Regions from separate parts of the Mus musculus genome. Here region 1 is linked to region 2. The links are chromatin contacts, called in public Hi-C maps. All regions are on one chromosome and are shown on one strand. Each heading gives the region's core, a stretch centred on a gene start, on an enhancer-like site or on the middle of the called end of the contact. The rest is flanking DNA. Distances are from core to core; before and after follow the strand shown. Region 1 has its middle 28 kb from the start of Clec2l. Region 2 holds the start of Luc7l2 (LUC7-like 2 (S. cerevisiae)).

What was found. Hi-C and Micro-C count contacts between places; a contact is called where the count stands out from the background.
Region 1: a Hi-C map of Th1 cells shows a contact between it and region 2, with 2.6 times the contacts expected there. The contact joins the enhancer-like site here to the promoter of Luc7l2 in region 2. A contact is called at or near these places in 4 of 39 promoter capture datasets (the 3T3-L1 cell line, hippocampal neurons and stem cell-derived epiblast-like cells), 4 of 484 Hi-C or Micro-C datasets (the N1E-115 cell line, Th1 cells, brain and 1 more), 2 of 115 datasets of contacts at active chromatin or transcription factors (the HPC-7 cell line and effector CD8 T cells) and 2 of 9 other capture datasets (adipose tissue and liver).

The regions. Positions count from the first base shown.
Region 1 is chr6:38,688,177-38,694,608 of GRCm38.p6, forward strand. It overlaps a transcript of Hipk2 not described here. Among named protein-coding and RNA genes, the nearest start is that of Clec2l, 28 kb to the left of the region's middle. Within about 2 kb of position 2,590, at least 18 of the 459 cell types and tissues checked have an H3K27ac peak or open chromatin away from gene starts, as enhancers often do. A contact at or near this core is called in Th1 cells, where this site is marked.
Region 2 is chr6:38,549,133-38,555,795 of GRCm38.p6, forward strand. It overlaps Luc7l2 (LUC7-like 2 (S. cerevisiae)), which reads left to right and starts at 2,202. Exons shown (of 10, transcript NM_138680.3): 1 at 2,202-2,776. The coding sequence starts at 2,716.

The DNA of each region.
Region 1 (6,432 bases), core at 1,340-3,839, 140 kb after region 2:
TGAAGGAACACGACAGGCCAGGGCTTTCCAGAGGCTATCAAGACTGAGCTGAGATGACCTGGGGGAGAAAGATCTAGGTGAGATGACCTGGGGGAGGGAGCCTCATTCCTTGGCCTTGGGGATGGGTACTGCCAGGTCTCCTTCTCCATGTTCTTGTTTTGGGGAGTGTGTCTTTCTGTCCTGAGCATCCTGAAGCCACAGGCAGTCGAAAGCTAAGCATTGTGACAGATCTCTCTCGCCATCTTCATGGTACTACTTTTTGGAAATGTGATATAATCAGGCTGTAGCTCAAAACAGGTGGCCAGAGCAAAAAGGGATGAAAAATTCCAGTCCTTATGATCTCTGTCTCCTCACTCTCCTATGCCTTCATTGCTGGGGACCCACAGAGAGCAGCAGAGCCTTCGGGGCCCCCCAGCTTTGCAGAGGTGAGGCCAGGGCCGGGTCCTGGGGCCTTAGCTGCGCGTGAAGCACGGCGTGTCTTGCTCATTGGACACATCGAGGCTGGCTCCAACCTCTAGAGGGCTCCTTTTCCTTCTCATCCATAAAGCTATACTTTTCTATCAGAAATTTGGCTTGATATATATATACACAAACATATATATCAACATCTCTATCTATACAATGCTTCTACTACACTAGGAATCCTGCAGCCCCAACATATGCCTTTCTTGTCAACTTCATTTGGTTAAAATACACACTTAAAGGGGTGAAGGGTGCTTTGGGGGCTATAAATGATTGTGTCCTAGGTAACCCATGGAAGAAAGCCAGCGTTAAATGGGCAGTAACACAAGAGAGGGATGTGGAGGGCAGGAAGCCAACAGACTTGGAGGCAGTGTGAATAGGACTTCTGCTTTGAAGGGCACATGGTGTGTGTGTGTGTGTGTGTGTGTGTGTGTGTGTGTGTGTGTGTGTGTGTCAGAGTCATAGAAAGCTAGAGGATGGCACAGTTAAGTCACTTTCAACTTCCACGTCCTTCCTCATAACCTGAGCCAGAGTACTGACAGCGTGAGCAATCCATGGACCAACAGCCGGGCGGGCGGGCGGGCGGGCAGGCGGGCAGCGAGCAGGGGCATGGCTCCCAGAGCTGAGCTTTCTGGGAGTCCTGAGTGCCTGAGCATGGATCTGCGGTGGGGAGCCAGAGGTGGGGATGGGGCCAGGAGAGTCATTTGGAAATTGGTTGAGAGGGAACTAAAGAGAAGACAGCAGAGCCCTTTTTATTTTTATGCTACAGTGAATTTACTTTTCAAATAATAATGAAAAGCCCATTTCCATACCTCTCACTTTTAAAAACATGGGTTAGCTTCAAAGACAATGAGACAAAATTCATTTGGTTTATTAGTGCAAAGCAAATCACACACACACACACACACACACACACACACACACACACACACACACACACGCACACGCCTAGGATATGACTAAGAAGCGTGAGAACAACATTCTACAAGGACATTCAACATACACAAGAGCATGCTGTGAGCGCAAACCAAACATGGGCGGTGAGGAGTCACCACAGGTCGCCACGGGTCCTCCACAGTTCAGTGGTGGCACAAGAGAAAACCAAAACCAAACAAAACCCAGTTCACATTGTGAGTTCTAGACCAGCCAGGGATACATGGTAAGAACCTGTCGTAAAGACACAACATAACAAAATACCCCAGTAAAAACCCAACCCAAACCTTACAAAACTGTCAGGGAAATTGACATTTCCTGTCTTCTCTTGCTCATGTCTCTGAAGCCTGCTTCCATCCCTGCAAAGCCCTCTGTCTCCAGGACCATCCCGCACTGCCCACCCCTGCCCTTTGGCTCTGAAGCCATCTTCTGAACTGAGTTTCACATCTTAGCCAGGCAATGGGTGAATTAAAGTACACATTATTTTACATGGGGTTTGTTTTAAAGAAAAAAAAAAACTGACAAAACCAGCAACACGTGGAAAATCCAGCCAGTGAACATGGGCACAGGGGTATTGTTCTCCCTCTCAAAATGCTGACCAAGGTTCACTGCGGACCCAGGAGCAGCATCCAGACCTGCAGAGCTGCTGAGTGCCGGCATCACCTACTGCCAGGTGAGTGGCCCGGTCACAAAGGAAGCATTCATATCAAGACAGTGTTGGTGAGGCGGCGGGGATCAGTCTCACCGCCCCTCCAAGCTCTGGCGCACACGGCACCGGACTCTGCGGATGGCCCAGGTTCAGGACTCGCCCTTTCCCATTCCCTCTTGACTTCCTTTCACATTCTTTCAGGTTCACTGGAAAGCAACAATAAGGGAAACACATGCATCAGGCTGTGGCACAGCATGAGTGGAACATGCCTGCCTTGGGGAGACAGCTTCTAAAACAAGAGTCAGTCAATCGCTGTGGTTGAAGATGTCAGTTATAAACAATTTTCTTTTTAAAAAGTACCAGATTAAATGTAAACTATAAAATACTTTAACTATAAAATGTAGCCAGAAGTCTGTATGAGTATCTACAGTCAGTTGTGTCATTTACTTGATAGTGGAGAACTCAGAGGGCACGTTACCTAGAGAAACATGCTCTGTGCACTTGAACAGCATGCTGATTATGACACGCAGACATCATCATCTCTTCTTGGTTTCACTTCTGGTGTAATGATGAGAATTTTATTCTCAGAATTCACTTAGGCAACAGTGACCAGGGTATGCGTCAATCCTTACTTTCAGCCCACAGGGAACAATTCATTGTCTTTTAAATCACAAGATCAAGCTGGCTACATGATTTCAAAAAAGGCTAGACCAGGACGAATGCCCACATTTGAGGTAATTATTGCCATTAGGGTCACAGTTTGTGTAAGATAATGTAGCTAAAACCTTCTGAAGATTTTGTTAGGTGCTCTGCCTGAGTTCCAGAACACCTACTGACACCAGCCAGGACCTCAGATCTACACTGGCTGGGTTTGCTTCCAATGGATTTAAAGTTCTACAAGAATTGAGAACTTGTGTAAACCACCTAAGAATTTAGGCAAACAAGCCTGGAGCCAGTCAGTACAGACATTTTTACAAGAAAAGAGAAACAAGAAACCCACCCAAAACAGAGTTTGAAGAAGTTAAAGCCTAGCCCTAAAGCATTTCTAGATTTTTGTCATCTCTTAGGTGAAATGAAACTTCTAGCACAGCACTCTCAACCCCAGGGCCGCCATGGGCCCCACCGACGCCTCCTCCTCCTCCCGTTCTGCGGCTGCTCTGCCCATTTTTGCTGTTGTCCTTCTCTTTGAGAAGGGTGTTTCCTGCAAGAAAATTCAATTTTGTTCTCTTCCCAAAAGTCCTCTTGCCTTTACCCCCTCCCCTTTTTTGTTTTTGTTTGTTTGGGTTTTTCTTGTTTTTGTTTTTTTTTTGTTTGTTTTTTGTTTTGTCTGTTTCTTCATAGAAAACAGAAGTTCCTGGACACAGACCCACATGGTATTTACAGATTTGGCATGAACCTGGCTTCCGGTTCTGTGCAGAGCTGAAGAGCGGGCCTATTACAGAGATCAGAGCTGTCATGATATTTATCAAGTACAGTAAAAAATAGCATTTTGGAAAAAAATATATACTTTTAGTATTGCCTTCCTAAGATTAACTATAAGCAAGAAAAAAAATCATCTTTATGTATTTATTTAAAAGAAAGAACACCTTCCCTGCACTCTCATGGGAGCTGCAGCAGCCTGAGTGGCTAAAGCTAGTTGCTAGAAACAGGAATTCCAGGAATCCCGAGGAACTCCCCAGAGACTTTTCTTAACGTCAAACTCTGCCTCTTTCACCTGCATCCAATCCAGGAACCCTCTTTGCACATACCTGCTGAAGTCCACTGTCACACGGGGGCAGGCAGAGTGTGACATTCTGCAAAGGACTGTCCTTGTTATACAAGGGAGGCAGCTGAGGCTGGTGTGTGAGCTCAGCTCTAGAGCCAAGTAGACAGAATATCTGACTTCCCTTCTTATTAGCTAGGTGGCCTGGGCAGGCCCCGGGGTCTGCAAGCCAGGCGCCTCCTCTGCACAGGTCCTGCACGGCTGCTGTCCTAGGGCTCGTCAGCAATTCTTAGCACAGTGTTTGGCATACAGGGAGTGGGAACATCGGATTAAGAAAACCAGAACCTGGGGGCTCTGAGATGCATCGTGTTCCCCTTTCACACATGCCACTTCCTCAGAGGGCCAGCTTTTCTATCTGTCACATAGTGGGTGTTGACTTCTTCCCATGGATGGATCTCTGAGGGGACATGGAGAAAGGGCTTGGCATATTGTGTGTGGATACTCAACAAATGTCAGTGAGTCCTTCCATGAGGGACACTGCTCTTGTGCAGCAAGAGACAATTAGTATAATGCTCTCCTGGATGGGTCTGTGATGAGGGACACTCAAAGGATTGGGGCAGGGAGGGGTTCTAGCTTAGAAGTCAGGCAGCATGGAGGTTCTGTGACAGGGAACCTCCAGGACCTCTTTTCTGGCAGCTCTGAGCTTCTGGTTGGAGCTACTTCTCAGGAGCTACCCCAAAGACTCGGGAAACCTTTCCTCGGGCGGTTACTACAGTGAGCCATAGTGCCAAAGTTCATGAGGTTCCTTTTGCAATTAAGCCTTATCTTGCCATCTTTGGTTCTCTAGTGGCTTGACCGACTTGTCTGGGTCTGTTTGTGGAGACTAAGGCAAGTGGGCCGATACTGCCATTGCCAGCCCGTCCTACACATTCTCAGCCTGGGATACAGTGTGGGGTCATCAGAGAAGGTTGCTTGCTTGTTTTCTAGCTTCCCACAGTAGCATGAGATCAATTAATCACAAAGGAGTGCTAGAGGGATATCAGTTCCTTGGAGTAGCAACATTTAGGGCCACTACTCCACTCCTCTTTGAAGATGAGTGGTTTTGAAATAACTGCAATGAAAAAAAAAAAAGGCAGGATAGAAAGGTAAGGTAAATGGAAGGTCACTGAAGTCATATTGCCCAGAAAGGACCAGGGAATGCATCTGTCCATCTCCAGATGTCTTTGTGAGGGTTCTTTGGCTATAGGAAGGGACAGCTTTCCTTTCCTTTCCAATTTGGTAAGGACATCTCAGGCTTGCTTAATCTTTAGGCTTCTCCACTGAAAATTTGTAAAGCAAATAAGAGGGAAAAACATGAGTGAGGGGCAAAGCCTGTGAGACCCAGGATGGAGTGTGCTGTGATCCAGTAGCTGGTGGGGTGTGTGTGTGTGTGTGTGTGTGTGTGTGTGTGTGTGCAGTCTCAGGCTGGGCCATGAAAGGAGAGCTTGCCTTATGGAATTCTGTCTGCTAGCTGAGGGCACAGAGCAATCTTCTTTCTGTTTTCTGTCCTAGCAGCTACATGGCAGGCCAGCAAGAGCCACGCCCACAACCTACCCTCCCTTAGCCAGATGTTGAGAACCCGGGGGAGGGAGGGGCAGGTGGGGACCCAGCTACCATCATCATCATGAACCAGCAGCAATACTTCCCTAAGCCTCCTAGGCACCTCACTCTGGTTTCCAAGAACGTAAACTCCACTCACATCACCCAACCCACTCCTCCACCACACACTGTTCAAAATGAGTGTTTGCAACATCTGAGACGCAGTCCAGGGAGCTCCTGTCTGCTGGGCTAACCTCCCTTCCTGACCTGCTCTACGCTGGCTGCTCAGTTCCAGTTCTTAGACAAAGAGAACCAAGCCAGGCTGGCTTTTACAGCTGCAAACAACTTTGTTACGAGGAAGGGGAGAACGCAATACAGTCAGGGACACTGGCCACTCGCCCCCTTTTCCTCTGAATCACATCAAACATCCATTCACAGGGCTAACTGGCACTACCACAAGCCTTGCCTACTGGCCTGCTCCTCATCCACTTTCCCAAGACATCACCCGCCGCACGAACAGAGACATGGGTGCCAGGGCCCAGGAAGAACCAGCGAGCAGCAGCAGCCTGCTGACCTGAGGGTCCCAAGGTACCACAGACCGATTTCAGACCTGAGCTGATTTCATCATCCTCATGCCGAGCAGTTTATCTTCATTAAAGAAGGCCCAGAGGATGCACCAGGGACACATGGTCTAGTAAGGACTAAGTGGCCCTCCTTCCACTGAGAGGATAGTCCCAAGGGCAGCAGCCTTTCTTCCATCTTCTTTGTAAAGGGATGCAGTGCTGAGCACCTCAGTGGGAACTTAGTGAGGATGCTAACTAGCTGGGATTCTGTGTTACTCCTGATGCATCAGCTCTGAATATGGGACTTGAGATCAAGGGAGGGGTGGTTGTGGGATGAGGTTTGCAGAGTGGCTGCCTTCTGTTTGGGGAAGCTATTGCTCCAATCCTTTCTTCACTGGGGGTCTGGTTGTTTCTGCCTGGTAGTGGGGTAAACACACACACACATCACAGTGCAGGCAGGGCACAGCCACAGCTCAGAAGCAGGGTGGTCTAAAAGGTCCCATGTGCACTTCACTTGCCAGTGATTTAGAAGAGGTCCTTCCCAT
Region 2 (6,663 bases), core at 952-3,451:
TCCTTTTCCTTTTGTTTCCATTCTGAAACAATCTCTGAGTTTCAGGCCAGCTTGGTCTACAGTCAGTTCCAATCCAGTCACAGTTACACGGTGAGAACCTGTCTCAAACAAACAAAATCCACAAACACTTCAACCTAATTACTCAGCATTTTTGTGTACTTTTCTAAGAATGTGTTTCTCATGATAATACTGCATACAGGGTAATAGCGAATCTCTTTAGAACATAGTTTGCAGTTTTCTATTTATATCAATTTCCTTTTTTAAAAAAACATTTTTATGTATTTGATTGTTTTATCTCAATGTATGTGTATATATGTGCTTGGTGTCTTAAAGAAAATATCAATTCTGACATTGGAGTTCGAGGGTTGTGAGCAGTCGAAAGGGTGATGGGATCCAAAGACTTTTAACTTCTAAGACTCTCCAGCTCCCATTGTACAACAATTTTCAAAGGATCTCTGCAAGTAGTTGTTTGGAATTGTTTAGAATTTAGTTTTTGAACCAGACATTGTGGCACATGCCTAAATCTAGAGTAGCTGAGGTAGGATGACAAGTTTCCGGGCAGTTAGAGCTACACAGTTTAAGGAATAAATCATTTGGTCCTTTGTTAGTGTGAGCTGCAATTAGCTAAAGCTGGTTATGGAATCACGGATAAATAGGAGACACTAGGCCCTATGATCCCTACTTGGCAGCTGGCTGCTTGTTTAGGCCCTTGCTATTGATCCTAGGGTTGAAATGTAGCAGGCAGTCGTCTATACAGCTGGGCTCACAAATGGAAGAGGAGCAGGTGCCCACCTTGGGCTTCAAGCACTTCACTGGGTAATATTTGTGTCTTGAACCAGAAGGCTGAGGAATTTGGAGAGAGGGTAATGTTAAAAATTGGGAAGAAGCTGGGTGTGGTGGCGCACGCCTTTAATCCCAGCACTTGGGAGGCAGAGGCAGGTGGATTTCTGAGTTCGAGGCCAGCCTGGTCTACAGAGTGAGTTCCAGGCTACACAGAGAAACCCTGTCTCGAAAAAACCAAAAGTTGGGAAGAAAAAGTGGAGAGAGACGACATGTAATTAAAAAAACAAACAAAAACCCAAACAACAACTAAACAGTTTTATGCTAAGTTGGCAGCTCAGTTTGTCTTTTGTGTCAGGGTGATGCCTAACTTCTGCAGAGGTGAAAAATGTCTCCATTCCTAACCTATGCTGAGTCTCCGGTATTCTCACTTTTTAAGGCTATTTTTCTCATAACATTGACACCCTGTCTCAAAAACAGTACTCTGAATAATTGTGTTTTTTTTTTTTTTTGGCAAGTTGCTGACTAGATAACGTAATTTGCATCGGCTCAGTGCCTAGTTAAACCTTGGAATTGTGATGATTCTTTCATATGATTTTAATATGAAGCTGGCGCTAGTTTGAAGTTTTAGTTCCTCAATGCATGGGCAATTATAATGAAACGGCAAAAAATATCCATAATTTCCCAGTTATTATCTAAAGTTGCGACGTTTCAGCTTAAAAGACTCGCCAGTTTTTTTTTCCTTTTCGAAAACCGGTAAGCAGCCGTGGCCTAAGTATTTCCCGTTGGCTCACTCTGGCCTCAGCCCCACCAGCCTTGAGATTAAGAAATCAACTACGGTTGGAAGGTCGCAGTCAGCAGGGCGTGGGAGTGCAGGGCGACAGTCAGCCAAGAACCCCACGGAAACGCTGCTCTGCATTATGGCCTGTCCCAAGCTCTCACTTTGCCCAGCTCCGAATTCAGACTAGCAGCTTCCAGCTGTCCTAAACGTAGCAGAAGGGGTCGGGAGGCCTGATTTCCACTGTGTTGATTTCGCGGTTTGTTTGCTTTTTCTTTTTCCTGAACCTGACATGTCCCGAACTCGGGCACTGATGAGGGGCAGTGGCCTGAGGATAAGGTTAGGTGTCCTCCGCTCGGGCTCGGGGCTCCCACGGGCTTGCGATTCCGCCAGCATCCGTCGGGAAAGCACTAACCCTGAGAACTTCTGTCGCACTACTTACTGCGACTCGCTCTAAGCTCGGCACTGGCTAATTTGCGGCTGGACGCCAGGGCGGCAAACAGCAAAGGCCTAAGTGACCTGCTGCTTAGACGCCCGGGGCCGAAGAGGCTTCGGAGTAGGCTAAAAAAAAAAAAAAAAAAAAAAAAAAAAAGAGCATCATTCTCGCGAGACTCAGCCTCCGAGAGGGGCGGGGTGAGCAGACGTGAACGCGCTCGGGAGCCGTTAGGGTGGGACCCTTCGTAGGAGGGGCAGGGCGGAGCGCAGCGACGTGGATGGCGATTGGCCGAACCCCCACGGGAAACGACTAGGCGCGAGCTGCGTGCGCGCTCCCGTCGCGGCGGCTGCGAGCCGCGTCAGAGCTCGCTTGCTGGGGGGGGGGGTTGACGGCTTCTGGCGGGTGTTGGTGTCGGGAGGAGGCGAGAGTCGGCTTAGCCTGTGTCGCGTCTGTCTCAGGAACCGGACGGAGAGTGAGGGCACCAGGGCTCACTCTCTAGGGGGGCTGCCATTTTCCGCGTTCACGCCGTCGTGAGGAGCGCAGCCCGGACTCTCCACGACCCCTCCGACTCCCTACTCGCGGGCCTCGAGGCCGCGGCGGCCACCGAGACAGCGCCGCACCTCCCCCACCCCTTCCCCTCGTCCCCCGCCCGCCAGGGCCCGGCCGGTGCCCCACCCCCGCCTGCCTGCCCGCCCGACCGCCCGCCCGCTACGCCGCCGCCATGTCGGCGCAGGCCCAGATGCGCGCTATGCTGGACCAGTTAATGGGCACCTCTCGGGACGGTAAGTCGCTGCCAGAGCCCTGGGGGTGGGGGAGGGGCCGTGCCTGGGGAGGGGGAGGCCTCCGAGGGAGCACTTGGGCGCGCGCGTGCGGCCGAGTAAGGGGTTCCCAGATTGGTAGCGCGAGGTCCCCCCCGTCTCTCTTCCAGTCCAATCAGGGCTTGGCAGGCGGTCTTGGGGGCGGTGACCGTGCGGATTGGCGGGAACTGCTGCCAATGCGGCGAGGCGGGGCCTGGGAGCAGAAAGGGGAGTTTGTGCCTTTTGCTGTTGACTTGGCGGGGTTGGGAGAGCCCAAGTCTGTCTTGGAGTAGTGGGGCGGTCAGTTTGACTATTGATCAGGGACCGGCGGGGCGCTCAGGTCTCCACCCCCAGCTCCAGCTCCTTTCCTCTGGGCTTTCGGATCACCCCTCGCCGCCGTCCTCTAGAGTGTGGAGAGAAACATCCCCTCCCTCCCTGGTCTTAACGAAACCACTACTAACCCCCAGTTCCAGGGACGCTTCGTCGAGCCCTTACAGAATCAACTTTTTTTTTTCGTGTGTGTGGAAAATCTGACCCAAACCATGGTTTCTTAAAGTGGGTGTGTTTGGCCCCATTTTGTAGAAGTGTTTAGGCCTATTTTTTTTTCCCACCGAGAGACCTCCATTTTGTTAGACCACGTATTAGAGACTTCAGTAAATATTGGCAAATTTTACCTGTGCTGAAAACAGAATCATTTTGGATATTTGATGCCCACTGAATTAGAATTGAAGGAAAGGGCTTTTAAAAATACAGTTAGATTAGAATCCTTAGAAAGAGTTATTTACGTGTTTGTTTCTAAAAATGATGAAATGTTGCTTTTGGGGGATAATTAACAATGTACTTTCAAATTAAAGTTCAGCACTTTCTTAAAAAAAAAAAAAAACAAGTCCAAATCCTGACTTGTAAAAACTCGTTTAGGCAAGTTTTTTAGCGATTTAAATGCTTTTTTTTTTTTTTTTTTTTTTTTTTTGGACAAGTTTGGCTTACAAGAAAAGACGTACATAAATTTAGCTTAATTGTAAATCCTGTTGAATTTTCTTGAGTTCTTTGCGGAAAATATGGGAGAAGATAGAACCTATTTCAAATCTTTTTTAGCAATACTTAATACAGCTTTCAGTGTAAGGTTAAGTCCTAATAAAAACCCACTGGAAATTTTTCTTAAAGATAGATACAGGTGGATAACAGATTTATTGTATAGAGAGGAGGGAAAAAATGGAAAGAAAATAAGATTTATTTGTGAGTAGTAAGTAATCCCTTGAAAGTTAAGTAATTAAAAACACCACTGGAATAACCTAACCTTTCATGCTTGGGTAAGAATGTTTATAATTGCAGCATGTCTTAACTTTCTTCCTTCTCCATCATAAGTGAGGATATTTAGAAGGGGCTTCATACAGGAACTTAACAGTTCAATATTTGTAATAACATTTTAGAAATCTTAAAGGCTTACCTTATGTAATCTTTAAATATGAATTGATGCCATTATTGGTAACTTCTGCATAGATAGGATTTCCTTATGTATTTTACTGGGAGGTTAGTTGGATCAAGGTAACTATGACCTGACAATTTACTTTTCTTTTTTTTTTCCCTGTGTAGTCCTGGCTGACCTGGAACTCACTCTGTAGACCAGGCTGGCCTGGAACTCAGAAATCCTCTTGCCTCTGCCTCCCAAGTGCTGGGATTAAAGGCATGCCCGGCTGACAATTTTCTGATAGCAGCCCCCCTCTAGTATTACAAAACTGAACTGTTAAATATGTAGTATATCTGTAAATTTCTCTTTGTAGTCCCAGAATGAAGCTGGATTCTTAAAGTTTAATTATTTTTTTACTTAAATTTATATTCCTGTGTCTGTCCCTGAATATTTTTTAATCCTTCAGACCTATTGAACTTAAAAATAAACACATATTTATGAGTAAACAATAGTATTTGGTTGAAGTGATTTGATTTTCAGTGCTGTATTGATTCAGAAGAAGCATCAATTTTGCCTTTGTAGAACGCTAAGGCAGGAGAATTTCAGTGAGTTCAAGGCTACCCTAGGTTACATAGTTCCAGGCTAGCCTGAGTTAAGGCAAGACCCTGCCTCAAGCAAAAACATTAGAAAAGAACTACTTTTATGGAAAAGTGGGAAAAAAAGGAGTGAATGTTAGTCAGGTGTAGTGCAGTGAGATCCCATAGCTCAAGAAAACAAAAAGAAAGCTTTTTTAAGGTACCGTATTAGTTCTTTCATATATTTGACATAACATAGTACATTTCCTTGTTATTTAATGAAATTTTAATTGAGGACCTTGAAATAAAATCAGAATTACCTTTTTTTGTGTACCATAAACAAAATTAGACAAGGATAAGGGACATAGGTACATCACTGAGAAGCACCATGTCATTTGGACCACATAATGGAAAACCTCGTGTTATACACATGGGACAGCTTACCAAAAATACTGTGTGTTTGGCTTTAAGAGGTGGAATTGGGAACCCAGAAAGTGGGGGAGAGATGGAAAAGGTAGGTAAGGGTGGGTATTTAAAGTAGCTTTGTTTTTTGTTTATCCTTGCAGACAACTATAAAACAGCCAAGACTTTTGGATAGTGGTGCTTTAGATGGCATTTATCCCCTTAACAGTATCATATTTGTGAAGGAATCTGGAACAGTAAAGGAATCTGGGACTCTGGGAAGATGTTGCTCCCCCTTTCCTAATATTCCCCACCCACACTTTTCTGAAAAGAGCTTTTAATTCCTTTTTAAATTACTTGGAGACTTAAATCTGTTGGTTAAGTGTATCATCGATTACTTAAATCAGCTAATCACTTAAGTGACTTAAATCTCACTAGAATCCTTAGGAATAGGCATTGTGGTGGTAGTAAAATAGACAACTTGGATTACTGGGCACTTCAGGAAAGGATAGTCCATGATGTGTGTGGGGGTTGCTTTGGACAGTCAGAAGGGCAGCTTGGTGGCATTGGGAGGTTGGGCATTGGGAGGATAATCAGGAGGTGGGAGAGAAATGCATAAGGGAGATGGGAGGGCCAAAGACAAACTTTGCCTTCTTTGCAATTTTGCCTAGGGCCCTGGTGGTGGCAACCGCCTGTGTGCCACTGAAAATCGTGCCGATGCCTGGCATACTGCATAAATGGAAGCAGGGTACCGCGTGAGTTGAAACATTGGTCACACTATATAAAGTTTGTATATGTGAATCAGTGTAACTCAAACCCATGTAACTGGGGGGTCTGTCTATATTTGGAATTTTCTAATAAGATATAAGTTTAGGAAAAGAACATTGGGCTGAGACTCAGGAGACCTGGTTTCTAATTAGAAGCTTGGGTAAGTCACATAACCTTTTTGCCTCAAATTAAATCTGTAATTTGTTATATGGGAAGCCAAATAATTTTCTATGTTATACTAAAAATATTAAATAAATATAATTAGTTTTTCTTAGGAAAAAAAGTTGCAAGTAGATATCATTACTAGTATTTTAAAATTAATTACATTTAAGAAATTTTTTGCCTTAGAAAAGAGAGAGGTAATTAATTTGTTTTCCCTGAGCATATTCCAGATGGTAACAGTAACACAGGAAATTTTAAGAAACATTTTATTTGTTTTTGTGATAGTTGAGAGAAAGCACTGTAGTGCCCTCAGATGGATAGTGGTTATTTTGACTAGATTGGATTAATTGTAAGAATGTCCCTTGGCATAAATCCTCTGTGGGCACGTAGTTTGGGTATGAATATCTGGCTGAGATTCCAGAAAGACTTAGGAAGGTACAACTAAAGTGAATTAAACAAAATTGAGGTGGACTGGAACACCACCACCACCTCCCCAGTAATAGGGATCAAACTCCAGGCTTTTCGTGTGCTAGGGAGCTCTGAACCACTAAACCCTT